Linked DNA regions of Mus musculus: region 1 is linked to region 2. Evidence: chromatin contacts called from public promoter capture Hi-C data. All regions are on one chromosome and are shown on one strand. Each heading gives the region's core, a stretch centred on a gene start, on an enhancer-like site or on the middle of the called end of the contact. The rest is flanking DNA. Distances are from core to core; before and after follow the strand shown. Region 1 holds the start of Lhfpl5 (lipoma HMGIC fusion partner-like 5). Region 2 holds the start of Rpl10a (ribosomal protein L10A).

Region 1 (7,639 bases), core at 1,497-3,996, 250 kb after region 2:
TGTGTGCCACTGGGCTCAGGGTGCGCTCAAGTGATGTAGGATCTCCTATTCAAACTGTCTAGGGGTAAGTGGAAATAAATATGGTTAAAAACACGAAAGAGAGACATTGTAAGTGGGCTGGAGAGACGGCTCAGTGGATGAGCACACTGGCTTTCTTCCAGAGGACTCAGGTTCTATACGCAGCACCCACGTGGTAGCTCACAGCCGTCTGTAATTCCAGCTCTAGAGTGCACAAACTATCTACATGCAGGCAACACCCACACACATTAAACAAAAATAAGAATATATATATATTTTTTTAAAGTACTCTTTTTTTACTTTATTTATGAAGACACTGTTGCTGTCTTCAGACACACCAGAAGAGGGAATCAGATCTCATGATAGATGGTTGTGAGCCACCATGTATGTGGTTGCTGGGATTTGAACTCAGGACCTTCGGAAGAGCAGTCAGTGCTCTTAACCATAGAGCCATTTCTCCAGCCCCAAGAAAATATTTTTTTAAAAGATTTATTTATTCATTATATGTAAGTACACTGTAGCTGTCTTCAGACACTCCAGAAGATGGGGCATCAGATCCCACTGTAGAACCACAATGTGGTTGCTGGGAATTGAACTCAGAATCTGTTGTAAGAGCAGCCAGTGCTCTCAACCTCTGAGCTATCTCTCCAGCCCTAGATGTTTCTTAATTAGATATTTCTGTAAAGACCACCTCCCAACCCCTGCCATGAGCCACCATGCACAGGTTCTGGGTTACTGGGTAGTTAGAGCATGTGTAATCGCACCCCTTATAATGCCTAACTTTTGGGGAGTCCTGAGTGGCATCCAGGTGGGGCCATAGGCAGCCGACACCTAAAAGATGGCCCCGTCTCCAGTACACCGTTGCTGTAAACAATACCACTGAGCAGGTGCTAGCCCGAATCTGGTGCTAACCCCTCCCGAGCAGGTGCATGCAAATTAAGGTGCCGGCAGACTGACCAATCCCAGGAGGACACATAAGCCCTCCCCAGTGCTGGGGTGTATATAAGCAGTCCTCCCTGGGTGCCTGGGGTTCCCGTAGCATCAAGGCGTTCCCGCAATAAAGCTGTTGAGAAGAATCAGACCGTGTTGCGTTTTCCTTGCCAGACGAGGTGGGTGCGACAGGGCCATGGTACCCCCCTCACACACTTGCTCTTGTTGCCAACTGTCTAAAGTAAGAGGGGTACCCAGTCACCGGTCCACAGAGATGCCAGGATGTTTATCTACTAATTACCTGCTGGCTCTCACCTCTGTTGTCTAAATTGAAACTCCATAGTTTAGTAATGTCTCATGGTAACCTAGGCTGGCCTTGAACATGGAATAAGCCTCCTGTTTTAGCTACACAAGTGTTGGAATGACAGATGTGAGTAGTCACGCCCACTCAATGTCCTGTCCTGTGCTGGTTTTTTGTTGTTGTTGTTGTTGTTGTTGTTTTTTTTAGACAGGGTTTCTCCGTATAGCCCTGGCTGTCCTGGAACTCGCTCTGTAGACCAGGCTGGCCTTGAACTCAGAAATCCTTCTGCCTCTGTCTCCTGAGTGCTGGGATTAAAGGCGTGTACCACCACTGCCTGGCCTCTCCTGTTTTTTGTTTGTTTTGCTTTGTTGTTGTTGCTGGTTGGTCGTTGGAAATTTTTGAGACTGTGTCTCAGGATATGGGACTATCTAGGACTATCTAGACTATCTCTGACTATCCTAGGACTTGATCTGTAGATCAGGCTGTGCTTGAACTCATAGAGATCTGCCTGCCTCTTCCTCTCAAGTGCTGAAATCAAAGGCTGCATGCACCACCATGCCTTTAAAGCCCAGTTTCCAGGTTGTTTTACCTGAGGCCTGGGGATTTGAACTTAGACCTTTAAACTTGAACGACAAATGTTTATTCGCTGAGCTATCTCCTAGGCTAAAGCCCTTGTCATATCTTATTTAGCTCCAGACTTCAGGGTTATAGAGGGTTTATTCTTTTATGTATACTTTACTGGATTGCCTTTTAGTACTTACACTAGCCATGCAGTTATCTAAAAAAATCTGGGTTTATATATGGGTTATTTCTTTGGCTTTTGAGACAATCTTATGTAGCCTCTCTTTATCCTGATCATCTTCCAATTTTTGAGTGCTGGGATTATTACAGGTGTGAGCCACTACATTCAGCGGAAAAACGAAATATTTTTTAAAAAGGAAATCTGCAATAAAAATGGAAACCAGAGGAGAAAGGCCGTGTGTTGGATACACTGACTGCTCCGTTGTGGTTTGGGAAAGGCTCTGGAGAATGAACTTTGGTATTCTTTATTACTGCGAGTGTTATTGCACTAGCTCAGGTCCTTGCTGACAGGATATTTCTCTAGCCTCCACTCTGGTCTCGGCGGTCATTGACTGGAAGACCAAGCCAAGACCCAGTCAAAACTTGCGGCCCTCGGGATGGAGCGGTGGTGCTGCTACGGCTGGTGGGAGGTGGAGGTCCCCGAAGGGTGACTAGGGGTGTAGAGGACAGGAAGCGGTTTTGCAGCTGGAATCAGCGGAAGGAACGTGACACACGGTCGGCCCCACCCTCTGGGAGGAAGAGAGGACCGGGGTCCCAGCTCCCTTCCCCTCCAAGTCGCCCCTCCAGGCTCTGCGCGGCCGCCGGCCACGCCCCTACCAGGCCACGCCCCCGAACTCTGGCGCTGGCCGCGGTGCTGAAACGCGTTTCGCAGAGCGGGCCGGGCGTGGCCTGTGAGGGCAAGCAGGAGGGGCGGGCAAAGCGGAGGCGCAGGCCCAGACCCTGGCCGACCTAGAGGAGGCGGCAGACTCGAGCCCATCCTGGTCAGAACGGGCACATTCATCTGGGAAGCATCTCTTGCGAAGACAAGGTTGACCTTGGCCTGCTGCACTCCCAACCTACTGGGGGGAATGTTTGCATGGCTCCCTGACCTCAGGCTGCTCCTCACACCAGGCTGAGGACTGACCCACGACTTCTGCTCCCTAGAGCTGTAGACCTGCACCCAGCCAGTGTCCCCGTCCTAGTCCAGCGGCCTTCGCCATGGTGAAGTTGCTGCCAGCCCAGGAGGCCGCCAAGATCTACCACACCAACTATGTGCGAAACTCGCGCGCTGTGGGAGTGATGTGGGGCACGCTCACTATCTGTTTCTCGGTGCTGGTCATGGCCCTCTTTATCCAGCCCTACTGGATAGGCGACAGTGTTAGCACACCACAGGCTGGTTACTTTGGCTTGTTCTCCTACTGCGTGGGCAACGTGCTGTCGTCGGAACTCATCTGCAAGGGGGGCCCTCTGGACTTCTCCTCCATCCCCTCCAGAGCCTTCAAGACTGCCATGTTCTTTGTGGCCTTGGCCATGTTCCTTATCATCGGCTCCATCATCTGCTTCAGCCTGTTCTTCGTCTGTAATACAGCCACGGTCTACAAGATTTGCGCCTGGATGCAGCTGGCTGCTGGTGAGCAGGGTTGCTGGGGTGTGGTGTGTGTGAGGGGGGATACTCAGGGTACAGCCATGGCTTTCCCATGAAGGGAAAGCTCTGAGCCTTCTCTTACTCAGTGTTCCACAAAAGATTCGGAATAGGGGCTCACACTATACTCAGAGTAGAGGCCAAGGCTATAGCAGACCAAATTATAGGTGGGAGCCATGAGACAAGAGGAGGGCTGTGAGTTCCAGGCCAGCCTGGGCTATATTGTGAGACCCTGTCTTGAGGAGAATCTGAGATTCTAAGAAAGAATGAGTCAGGGACTAGGAGATAGCTCAGCTGGTAAAGGTGCTTGCCACCAAGTCTGATAGCTTGAGTTCAGCATCCAGGACCCACATTCCATAAAGAACAGAGTCTGTCCAGTTGTTTATCTGATCTCCATGCGGCATGTGCCCATGAGCTCATACGTCACGTCACACACTCATGTACACACACAACTAAAAGTAAAAGAAAAGGGGGTATTCATAGGCAGAATGGATGCAGACTGTTGGGGTCCTCGCTGTAGAGCCCATGAGCCAGAGAGAAGTGACTTGGAGGGGGCACATAGCTCTGGGTGGATGCAGCCAGGTGTACCAACAACCAGAACACCGCACCACAGGCTTGCACACTCAGAGGGAAGAGGAAGGCTATTGCCACATGGCCTAGGATCCAACCCCAGGGCTATGGTGATGACTGTTCCCAGATCTCTGGCCTCACTCCCTGCCTCTTCCTCAGTTCCAACTGCTCTCGTGGAAGAGTCCGGGGTTTGGGGGTGCTGCTGTTACACTGTATCAGGTAGGCAGCTGCTTATGGGGTCCCAAGGCAAGGCATCTCCTGCCTGCTTTCCTGCTCCAGGCTCAGGTGGCCCTTTTGGTCCTTGGGACAGCTGATCTTGGTCTCCATTGGAGCTCAGGAAGAGACTGCCTAACACCTGTCAGCAGCCTTTGGTTTCTTAGTCCCTGACCTCCTACAGATGTCCATCAACAGCGGTGGGACTGGAGACAGGAGATCAACTGTCTAGACATCGTTGGGTAATGTAGCATTACCTTGGTGGGGGTCAGAGGGTGGTGACTAACAGGTGTCTGACTCTCAGGCAGGCAGAGCTGGAGGGGACCCCAGCTGTGGATGAGGAATTGGACTGACTGAGGGTAAGAGAATACCAGCTGGCAGATCAGAGCCTGGGACAATTAAGAGGTCCCTCCCACCCCCCCAAATTAGATGCAGTCCAAGAGCATTTTTATTGAGACCCATACTTTATAAGCATGATTCACAAAATATTTCATTTTCTGATGAAGCCTCATCACAACCCAGTAGTGAGGGTTCCTGCATTTGCAAAGTCCTGGTTCAGACGCTTTGGTGAGCAGTTAGCAAGCAAAGGCAGACCCGATTCTCAGTCTGACACCCCGGCCACTCACCTGGCCTGAGTTCCTCCCCAGAGGTCTGTTTCCAAGCCTTAGTGGGCAGGAGGGGACAACAGGCCATGATGATCATATCAGGAAGAGGCAGTGGAGATTGAGTCCAAAGAGTAGTGAGATGGCTGTGCTTGCCAGCTGTTCTTCCACCGCAGGGCTCGGGATGATGTGGAGACACACCATCCTTTCTTAGAGCTTTCTGCCCACCTCCAGCATCATCCAATAGGTGTGCTTGCTGAGCAGGCAATAGAAATGAGACCTGGGTGGAGGAACACCAGGCCATTTGAGCCAGACGCTATCTGGGTCACAGAGCCGGTAGCAGAGATGGCTAAGTGCCATCCCATGAAGCATTTATGTGGAGCAAAGAAAAAGGTGGTGCCATGTTCCACTCTGTGTCAGGGAGGAGAGGGCTGAACAGGTGTTTCTCATAGCCATCAACTGGGGGATTCATGTGTCAGCTCAAAAATTTCCACAAAGCCAGAGGATGGGGGTAGGAGAAGAGAACTGATGCCCCTGCAAAGGTGGCGGCACTCAGATGGAGCTCAGGGTGCAGGCTGAGCATGGGCTCAGTTGTTTTCCCTGAGTCTTGGTAACCTCCTGCCTTAGTGAGACTGTATTATTATCCAAATTCCCATACATGAAGGAGCCTAGACAACAGGCATTTCTTCATCTCTCATGGCTCTGGAGCCTGTGTAAGTGCGGTCAGGTGTTGGTACAGTGTGTTGTCAGTGAGGTCATCTTCCAGGCACAGGCTGCTGACTTCTTGTTCTGCCCACAAAAGATGGAAAAGGCAAGAAGTCTCTCCAGGTTCCCTTCTGTAAGTGTGCTAATCCTGTGTACGTGGGCTCCATCTCCTGAGCTAATTACTTCCTGTCTTAGTTAGGGTTTACTGCTGTGAACAGGCACTATGACCAAGGCAACTCTTATAAGGATACTATTTAATTGAGGTTGGCTTACAGGTTTAGAGGTTCAGTCCATTATCATCAGGGCGGGAGCATGGCAACATCCAGGCAGGCATGGTGCAGGAGGAGCTGAGAGTTCTACATCTTTATCTGAAGGATTATAGGAGAAGACTGGCTTCCAGGCAGCTAGGATGAGGGTCTTAAAGCCCACATCCATAGTGACACATGTCCTCCAACAAGACCACACCCACTCCAATTAAGGCCACACTCACTCCAACAAGGCCATACCTCCAAATAGTGCCACTCCCTGGGCCAGGCATATTCAAACAAACCAGCACTCTTCCCAAAGCCCCGCCTTCTGACACCATCACTCTAAGGGCTAAAACTTGAGCATACAGCTTTTGGGGGATTCAAATCATTCAGCACAATACATATCATCTGTAGCATGTAGTACCCCATTCCTCGGGGAACCTGTGAGGAGGGGATGGTACTCTGCATGAAAAATATCGTATAAGTACTTGACAAACATGGGACCCACAGGCAGGGAGAAACAAGAACTTGGAACTGCAGTGACCCGAAGCACAGCTCACTCGTTCTCCTTTTGTGCCCTCTGGCATCACTGAGGCCTCTGCTTCCCCCAGTCTGGGTTGTTTTTGCTGTCATTACTGCAGAGGGAAAGAGCGTGGAAGGTTCCTGAGGAAAGTGAGAAGCTGGGGGTTGGACTGGGCCCTGTGTTCATTAGGTCAAAGGTCCTGAATCGTAGCGTGTGCTGCGATGATGCTGGTCAGAACTACCACCTGCCTCCCACACTCCACGTTATCTCAGAGGTGGAGGGTGAGCAATTGTCTCTCAGAAGAGATGCATCTTGGGTGGGATCAGATGCTGGAAGGCTCTGGAGCTACAGTGGGCAGTGCTTTGCTGAGTCCGTCCAGGGTGGGACTGGGAGAAGCACGGGAGGCCATTGCCTCTGCCTCTGTCCTGACTGCTGGATCTCAGTGCTCTAGCTTTGTGAGTTTCAGTTTTCCCACTTGCATCTTACATAGACAGAAGGAGCTAGCTCTGGTGTTTCCCAAGGTTAACCCAGAGACCGTGTGTGTGTGTGTGTGTGTGTGTGTGTGTGTGACAGAGATCTGGGTGTGAGGAGGTAGCTGGGGGGCAAGCACAGCCTGACACCACTTGTACTCTCTTGTTTCCCTAGCCACGGGCCTAATGATCGGATGTCTAGTCTACCCAGATGGTTGGGACTCCAGTGAGGTGCGGCGTATGTGTGGCGAGCAGACGGGCAAGTACACACTGGGCCACTGCACCATCCGCTGGGCCTTCATGCTGGCCATCCTCAGCATTGGAGATGCACTCATCCTCTCCTTCCTGGCTTTTGTGTTGGGCTATCGGCAGGACAAGCTCCTCCCGGATGACTACAAGGCAGATGGGAATGGTACCTGTCTTTCTCCGTGGGAATATCCTTCCCTGGGGCTGTGGGTGGAGAAGTGGCTGCGGTGGTGGCTCTCTGAAGCCAAGTGTGTCTGGGCCTCTTGAGCTAAGACCAGCAGCCAAACCTGTCCTCCCTGAGAAAGGCCATCAGCGGAGTGTTCAAAGCTGGCAGGCTATTCAGAAGAGACCTGTGAGCAGAAAACAGTCCCAATATGGCTGGGGGAGCCAGATGGGGTCCCCCAGGTGACGGGTGGCACTGATGCTGGCCTAAGTCATGGGGCAGGAGGGTTGGCAGGTAGAGAGGATGGTGGGGAAGAAGTCATGAGCTACTGCAAAGTGTGTGCCTGGTAAAGTACGAGGTGGTGCTGAACGGACAGCTCCTGCAGTCCTGTAGTGAAAGGCTGGTGCACATGGCCTCCCAGGCCGCTCTCCAGCCTGTCCAACTCAG
Region 2 (7,483 bases), core at 23-2,522:
GATGTCTAACCCACCATGGGCTGAAAAGACACAGGGTGCCTGCTGCAGACCTGTGTGACATCTGTATTTCCACAGCACCTCACTCAAAAAATATTTAGCACACAGCTGGGCACGGTGGCACACACCTTTAATCCTGGAACTCAGGAGATCGAGGCAGGCAGATCTCTAATTTCAAGGCCAGCCTGGTTTACAGAGCGAATTCCAAGAGAGTCGGGGCTATGCCAAGAAACAAAAATTTGCCAAACTGATGTGACTGAATTAGCCTGAGAAAGTTCATGACAGCATCCTCCTACCTTAGCCCTGCAGTGGGTGGGGAACTGAGGTTTCTGGGTGCTTCTGAGTCCCTGTTCCAGGGAGGCAAGGAGGTCAGTCCAGTGAGAAGGTCTGGCTTTTGAGAACAAGCTGAATCTGACTACAGAAGCAAGGGGAACAATGTCTAAGAGACAGACGTCAGCCGCTCACCATGTTGATGGCCTTTAGAGTGTGGATGGCACTTGCAGCTTCAACCTGCCTGCTCTGCTCTGACCCTGTGGGAACCTGCTTCATCCTGCCTGCTGTTTGCTGTGTGTGTGCTCAGGCGAGATGAGCTATTCGTAGGTCTGCTCCCTGGAAATGGTGGGTGCTGGCTACATCTGTGATTTGTTCCCAGAGAGGGTGACATGCCTCCAAATGAGTCACTCCAGATCTGGAGGCTCCCTGCAAACGCTCCTTGACCCGGCGCCTCTCTATTAACTGCGAAGACCGGGGTCAAGTAACAAGAACGACTTTGTTTGAAATGCCAACTAATTGAGACAGGACAGGGGCATTTGTCCAAAGTCCACCTTGCCCGGAGGCTGAATCAGGGGCGGTTTATACAGATGGCCAGGATAGACTGGTGGGCGCCTCCTCCCAGGTGGAGGCTTAGGCTTAAGCCAGGCACATCTGATCCTAATCTAGTCACAAGGCGCTTTCCCGTTCTGCAGATCTCAGCAAGGGTCATTTCCTCAAGCTATTCCTGTCATCCATGCCTCTGCCCACATGCGGTGGCCGGACCATTGCACAATGCACGGCTAGAGGGGGCGGCTGCCCAGTGGCTCTGCGGGGCTCATCACCAAATTAGGCGATGACGGAGACCGGTTCTGCCGGGGACTGGAAGTCATGGGGCAGGCAGAAGATAGAAAGCAGGGAGAAATCCAATCCCAGGGCCCGGCTTCAGCCCTTGTCCCAATGCAGGACTGCCTGCTGCTCCTAGAGCGGTTCTCACGGTGCAGCCGCGTGGTGGCGCCCCCCCAGCGGCCGCAAACTGCAGCGCCTCTCCGGCTTGGCTGAGCGCGGAACGTGCCCGTAACGGGCAACTCTCGCGAGAACGCGGGCTCTATTTGAGCGCATGCGCAAAGCGCTCTGCCTTCTTTCCGGTTTCCGCGGCAGCCGCAGCCATGAGGTAAGTTGTTATCGTGGCGCTATCCGCCGCCATCCGTGCACCCACACGCCCGCGGACGCCCCGCGGCCCGTCTCGGAGGCTCTCCCGGCGACTGCCCCGCGTCGCGAGCCTTTCCCCAGCGTGCCGTGGGCCTGTCATCGGGCCCGGGGTGCAGCATGGCCGGCCCCGAACGCCTTCGCTTCTCCCCAACAGCAGCAAAGTCTCACGCGACACCCTGTACGAGGCGGTGCGGGAAGTCCTGCACGGGAACCAGCGCAAGCGCCGCAAGTGAGCGCGGGCCTCCCTCCCGGGGCAGGGCGAGCATCCCCGGCCATGGCGACCCTGGCTCACAGCTCCCCTCTCGCTCAGGTTTCTGGAGACGGTGGAGCTGCAGATCAGCCTGAAGAACTACGACCCTCAGAAGGACAAACGTTTCTCGGGCACCGTCAGGTTGGCACCGCTCTAACCCCACCCAGCCCTCAGTGTTCCCGTGTGGCCTGGCCGCGCCCTAGGCGGGCACGGGGACACTGACGTGCCAGGGTAGTTCAGGAGCCCTGCTGCAGGCAGGCAGGCTGGACGGACCCCCACCCTGGGTCTTAAAACAAGAGGGGAGGCGTGGGGAGGCCTCGGCCGAGCCCGCCGCCTAGCCTGAGAAGCCAGGCTAGTGTTGCCCAGAGCTCCGGGTAAGGCTTGCCGCTCCCTGCCATGCGTTCAGATCTAGCGGGATGGCCAGCGCCGACCATGACCTGTTCTGTTTTCTCCCCTCCCAAACGCAGGCTCAAGTCCACCCCACGCCCCAAGTTCTCGGTGTGCGTTCTGGGGGACCAGCAGCACTGTGATGAAGCCAAGGCCGTGGATATCCCCCACATGGACATCGAGGCGCTCAAGAAGCTTAACAAAAACAAGAAGTTGGTCAAGAAGCTGGGTAGGTGGGGCTCACTAGGGCTGAACACAACCCATGACCCCCTGCCCAGGAGTGGCAGCACACATTGGGCTTCACAACCAGTTAGAAAATGCCCCACAGGCTGGTCTGATACTCCCCTCTCGCCAGTGTGTGCAGTTGACTCATAGCCAGCTATTGGTTTGGGTTTCAAGTCTTTTCAGTTAACAACCTATCGAGGGAGGGGTCACAAGTGTCTCCCACGTGTTAGCCTCCATGGTAGCCCCTGTCTCCGCATACATTTTGGGAATAGTTATCCACTGTGAGCTAGGCAGTTGTCATGCCTGCTTTTATAGATAGAAGGTTTCTCCATCTGTCTTAAGATTTGGAGTAATACTGAGTCTTACTGATGTTGCCAGCCTGGGGTCTAAGGTTATCCTCTAGAAGTGCTCAGGACTGTGCCCTGTCACTGAGCTGTGTTCTCAGGTGACATTATGGTTCCCAGGCCTGCTTGAGGCTTCTCAGATAGCTGGCCTTGGTCCACCTTTGACAGATAATGAGACAGCTTTTTTCTTAAGATTTTATTTTATGTATATGAGCAGGCTGATGAGAGCCTCAGATCCCATTACAGGTGGCTGTGAGCCACCATGTGGCTGCTGGAAATTGAACTCAGGACCTCTGGAAGGCAGCACTCTTAACTGCTGAGCCATCTCTCCAGTCCATAGTTTGAGGCAATTTAAATGCAGGCTTACAGTGAATCCAAGGGGTGGGGGCCATCACAGCCCCTCAGTTCTATGCAGCACACCAGGGATTGTGGGACATCCTGGTCTAAGACCTCTGTGAGGACTTGAGGGTGGAGCTACTCAGCAGTCATGGGTCTGAGGAGGCAACTTGGCCTTCTCGTTGTAAAGGATGGGTTGGTTGTTTAAAATGTTTTGTTTTGTTTTTTTTTTTTTTTGGTGGTTTTTGTTTGTTTGGTTGGTTTTTTTGGTTTTTTTGGTTTTTTTTTTTTTTTTTGGCTCAATCCTGAGTGTCTGTGTCTTCTAGCTAAGAAGTACGATGCCTTTTTGGCCTCTGAGTCTCTGATTAAGCAGATCCCACGTATCCTGGGCCCAGGCCTAAACAAGGCTGGCAAGTTCCCCTCCCTGCTGACACACAATGAAAACATGGTGGCCAAAGTGGATGAGGTGAAATCGACAATCAAGTTCCAGATGAAGAAGGTCAGTCTGGGCGGTGTGTGGTGGGGAAACCAGAAAGAGCTAGGTCTGGGTGCCTTAGCCCTGGGTTAAGCCTTTTCACTGGGGGAAAGGGTACATGCTAGCTTAGCCTGGTGACCTTTTCTGTCCATGCAGGTGCTGTGTTTGGCCGTCGCTGTTGGCCACGTGAAGATGACCGATGATGAGCTAGTCTACAACATTCATCTGGCTGTCAATTTCTTGGTGTCCTTGCTTAAGAAAAACTGGCAAAACGTGCGGGCTCTGTACATCAAGAGCACCATGGGCAAGCCCCAGCGTCTGTATTAGGATGCTCCAATAAACCTCACTGCTGCCACTCAGCCTTGGTGTGCCTGTGATTGGGGGCAGGGCATGTGAGGCCACTATCCCAAAGCTGGGAGAGGGGGTCTGTAGGGGTCTACAATGCTTCTCAGGTGGTGGGAGAGGTACCTCTAACCCCCTCGTGGGTAGAGAGTCCGGCTTTTCTAGGTGAAGTTCCCAAGCTAATTCCCCCGTGGTTTTGTTTGGGGCTGTAGCTGTTGTCAGGCCTTAGGGGAACACCCATAGTCTGCTCAGTAATGGCTTTAAGCCCTGGGCATAAGAGTTCCTGTCTGCTGCAGCTTCCAGGTAACACCCATCTTGGGCAGGCCCCTCAAAGCCAGGTGGGGACAGGGCTGAGGGAAACAAACCAGCAGATGTGAAGGCAGGTCAACCAGTGAATGTGTAAGGTGTCCATTTGAATCACCTTGTGAAGATAGCTCTCTGAGTACTGAAACTACCCCAGGCTTTGTGGGTGACAGAGGTCTCTTATCTAAAGACTTGCATGACCACCCAGCCTGGTCACCTGGCTGCAGCTAACCCCAGGACTCCCAAAGTTTGCTACTTAAGCCACTGTAGCTGTTTCTTGAAGCACTAAGGTGAGCTCTGGCCACAGGTGCGTGCCAGTGATGAGGGGTGGCAGTCATGTGTCAACACCTGTTTTTGACTAGGTAGGGTACAAGGTTGCATATGGCACAACTGTCTTGACCCAGAAACAGCTTTTTAATTTTTTTCTTTAAAGCAGGAGCCAGGCCTTGAGTGGCCCCTGCCTTGAGCCATTTATGATGTAGCCCATCACAGCTGGATTTTAAAAATACACAAAAATATATATATATAATACATGTTATAAAACCTACGTGGGGTTTGGAGGTGGCCTGAGCAATGGCGAAAACCTTCCGGAAGCTCGGGCTGGATTGGGGGCACAGTACTTCATTTGAAACTCATAAATACCCAGGTGACCTTGGGACCTGGATGTGGAGAAGGCAGAGGCAGCCTCCTGTTCCCTGCCACCTGTCTTCAGGACACAGAAGAGGGCGGGGGGGGGGGGGGGCGCTAGTGGCTGGTATGCTGGGGGGAACAGGAAATAGAGCCCTGTCTAGGCTTCAGCCCAGCAGAGCCCCTTCCCCGCCCCATAGGCAGCTCTGCTAGGGAGGTAGCTGAACCAGCCCCAGCTCCCTCCGTCCACTTCTGTGGGCCTCCATCTTGGCACATTGTCTGATATGGGAGACCCAAACTTGCTGGGTAAGGGACCTGGGAACAGACTGGTACCCAGAAGGTACAAAGAAGTGTGGGCCCTTCTCAACCTCCCCAACCTGACACCTTGTACCAGGGCCTCCTTGCAAGCTGCCTTTCCCCAGTCTCAATGCAACCCTCACCTGCCCAGCACATTCATTCCCCTAGGGGCCAGCAACCACACACTAAGCCCCAAGGTGTCCTCCATGGTACAATTCTGGTGTCACTTGAGGCCAGGTGGAGCCTGGTCATCTGTGGCTCAGTGCCCAAGCAAGCCACCCCACCGTGGAGCCCTCTTCTCTCCAGTAAAGCGCAGAACAGTGGCAGGGAGCATGTGTGCTGGAGCCAGGGAGGCAGCCTGGGTCCCAGCCTGAAACCCAGGGGGGCTGGGCTAGGTCCCCCAACCCACACGGGAAGACCAGGCAGGCAGGTGTGTGGAGGATGTCCGCCTTGCATCCTGTGGAGGTCGAGGGCTGGCTAGTCTTTGACAAGCTTGTAGACGTGGTGCTGCGCCCCATGCTCGCTGGTGGAGACTTCAAAGACAAAAGCAATGACCAGCAGGGTCTCCTGCGAGTCCCGACTTGTGACCACCTATGGGGCAGAGAGGAAGGGAATAGGACTCAGTAAGGGCGGGCAGCTGGGTGGACTGTACTCCTCCAGGCTAGCCCAGTTCTCCCGAGCCACGGGACAGTCTCGCCCTCGCCGCACCTGCAGGATGGTGAAGTTCTCCAGCACACTGTTCATCATGTACTTCTCGGGCAGATGCTTCAGTTTGTGGATGAAATTGATCATGTACTCGCACATGGGTGAGCGGTGGATGCGGTACACGAAGCGGCCGTTCTCCAGGCGGGCGTACTCGGTCTGCAGAGTGGGGCGAGAAGGAGGGTGACTGCGTGTCGTGTCATTGACCTGACTGTGCCCGACACTCACTCCCCAGGCCTCCACTCACCTCCACCTTCTCTACCACCTGCTTGCCGAAGGAGCAGACCTTGGTGGAGACGCTGATGGTCATGCTGTCGGCTGAGCTGTACTGCGAGCTGACCCCGTAGAAGGCCCCAGGGCCTTCCTGGATTGTGCTGTTGAGGTCAGCCTGGGGGAGGGTACCGAGTGTTGCAGAGGACTGGTGGTCACGTGCTTCCCCCACCGCCACGCCTCCATCCCACCTACCCAGGGGCCTGCAGGTCCCACCCAGGGGCCCACTAGTGGGGGCAAGCAGGCAGGGAGCTGGGCACGCTGCCCATCTGGGGTTAGAAGAGGCCTCACCCAGAACTTGACAAGGAAGAAAGCGTTCGGGGGCCCCTTCTCGTAGAGTTCCTTCAGCCCCCCCTTCTTCTCGGGGAACTTGTCGTAGATCTGTCGTACATCCACTGCCTCCAGGGGTGGGTCTGAGAAGGCAGGGTTTGTCTGGCCGATGTGTACAAACAGGTGTTTGCTGTACTGTGGGGAGGGCCGAATCGGGGTCAGCCTGCAGGCCGGAGGACCCCCACTGCTAAGACGCTGAGCTGGATGCTGGATCTTGGGCCAGACTCCCCACCATCCCCACATTACCGTGTCAGGGTCCCGTTGCACCTCCATGAAGGCAGAATACTCCAGGAGGCGTAGCCGGGAGGAGGCGATGGTGCGGTCCTGCCATGCAGGCGCAGAGGCGGTGGCTGAGGCAGCGGCTGGGGGCAGCGGGGCGAGGGACTCATAACCTAAAAAAGTAAGCTCTAACTCATCTGCCCACACGTGGTGGACAGCAGGATTGGTCTGTAAAACCCAGAACATGGTCCAGGGAGCCAAGGATCTCTGCCTGAAACCCATAGGTGGACGAGTCCCCCAAACCCACACCCAGGGACACCAGACAGACAATTGTGTGAAAGATGTCTTCTTGAATCCTTGTGGATGTCAAGGATACCAAGGAGGTAATCTTGGTAGTAGTCATGAGATACATTTCTGTGTGTTTACACAGAAACAAAACTACTATCACCTAGATTGGAATTCTGGCAAATTTTCGGTGTCTTTTTCTTTTTCTACACGGAATAGAAATCTCTCAAACCGCTACAGCTGCCACCCACCCCAGTACAAAGACACAGATCTCAAACAGAAGGAGGGCGGGCACCAGAGGTGTCGGGTGCTAGAAGGCATGGTGAGGCACTTACTGTTGAGCGCTGGTGGCAAGGGAGGCTGGATGGGGTAGGCAGGCTGGGCAAAGGGCTTGATGCTGCAGATGATGATAAAGCAGGTTAGAGGTCTTCCCCTGCCTCCCCTGATCCGTTGTCTCAAGGCGCATGCTCACAAGCTAGCCCTCCACCTTTGCAGTTTAACTCCGAAGGTACCCAGCTGCATCCCACAGCCTATGGCTACACTCCCCTCCCATCCCCCCAAAAGCTATTCACAGTGTGGCCGTCAGCACAGTCTCAGAACTGAGAGCCTGGGGTGACCAGAGATTACTGCAGT

What was found. Capture Hi-C pulls out chosen DNA fragments and counts their contacts.
Region 1: a contact with region 2 is called in a promoter capture Hi-C map of liver. The contact joins the promoter of Lhfpl5 here to the promoter of Rpl10a in region 2. A contact is called at or near these places in 1 of 39 promoter capture datasets (macrophages), 1 of 484 Hi-C or Micro-C datasets (bone marrow-derived macrophages) and 4 of 9 other capture datasets (adipose tissue, liver, macrophages and 1 more).

Annotation. Positions count from the first base shown.
Region 1 is chr17:28,572,973-28,580,611 of GRCm38.p6, forward strand. Lhfpl5 (lipoma HMGIC fusion partner-like 5) reads left to right here and starts at 2,747. Exons shown (of 4, transcript NM_026571.2): 1 at 2,747-3,440; 2 at 6,959-7,195. The coding sequence starts at 3,029.
Region 2 is chr17:28,327,199-28,334,681 of GRCm38.p6, forward strand. Rpl10a (ribosomal protein L10A) reads left to right here and starts at 1,273. Exons shown (of 6, transcript NM_011287.2): 1 at 1,273-1,420; 2 at 1,613-1,687; 3 at 1,769-1,849; 4 at 2,176-2,324; 5 at 3,327-3,499; 6 at 3,632-3,835. The coding sequence starts at 1,416. The coding sequence ends at 3,802. It overlaps Tead3 (TEA domain family member 3), which reads right to left. Exons shown (of 13, transcript NM_011566.4): 8 at 7,186-7,247; 9 at 6,593-6,738; 10 at 6,308-6,481; 11 at 5,994-6,134; 12 at 5,753-5,905; 13 at 4,473-5,635. The coding sequence ends at 5,522.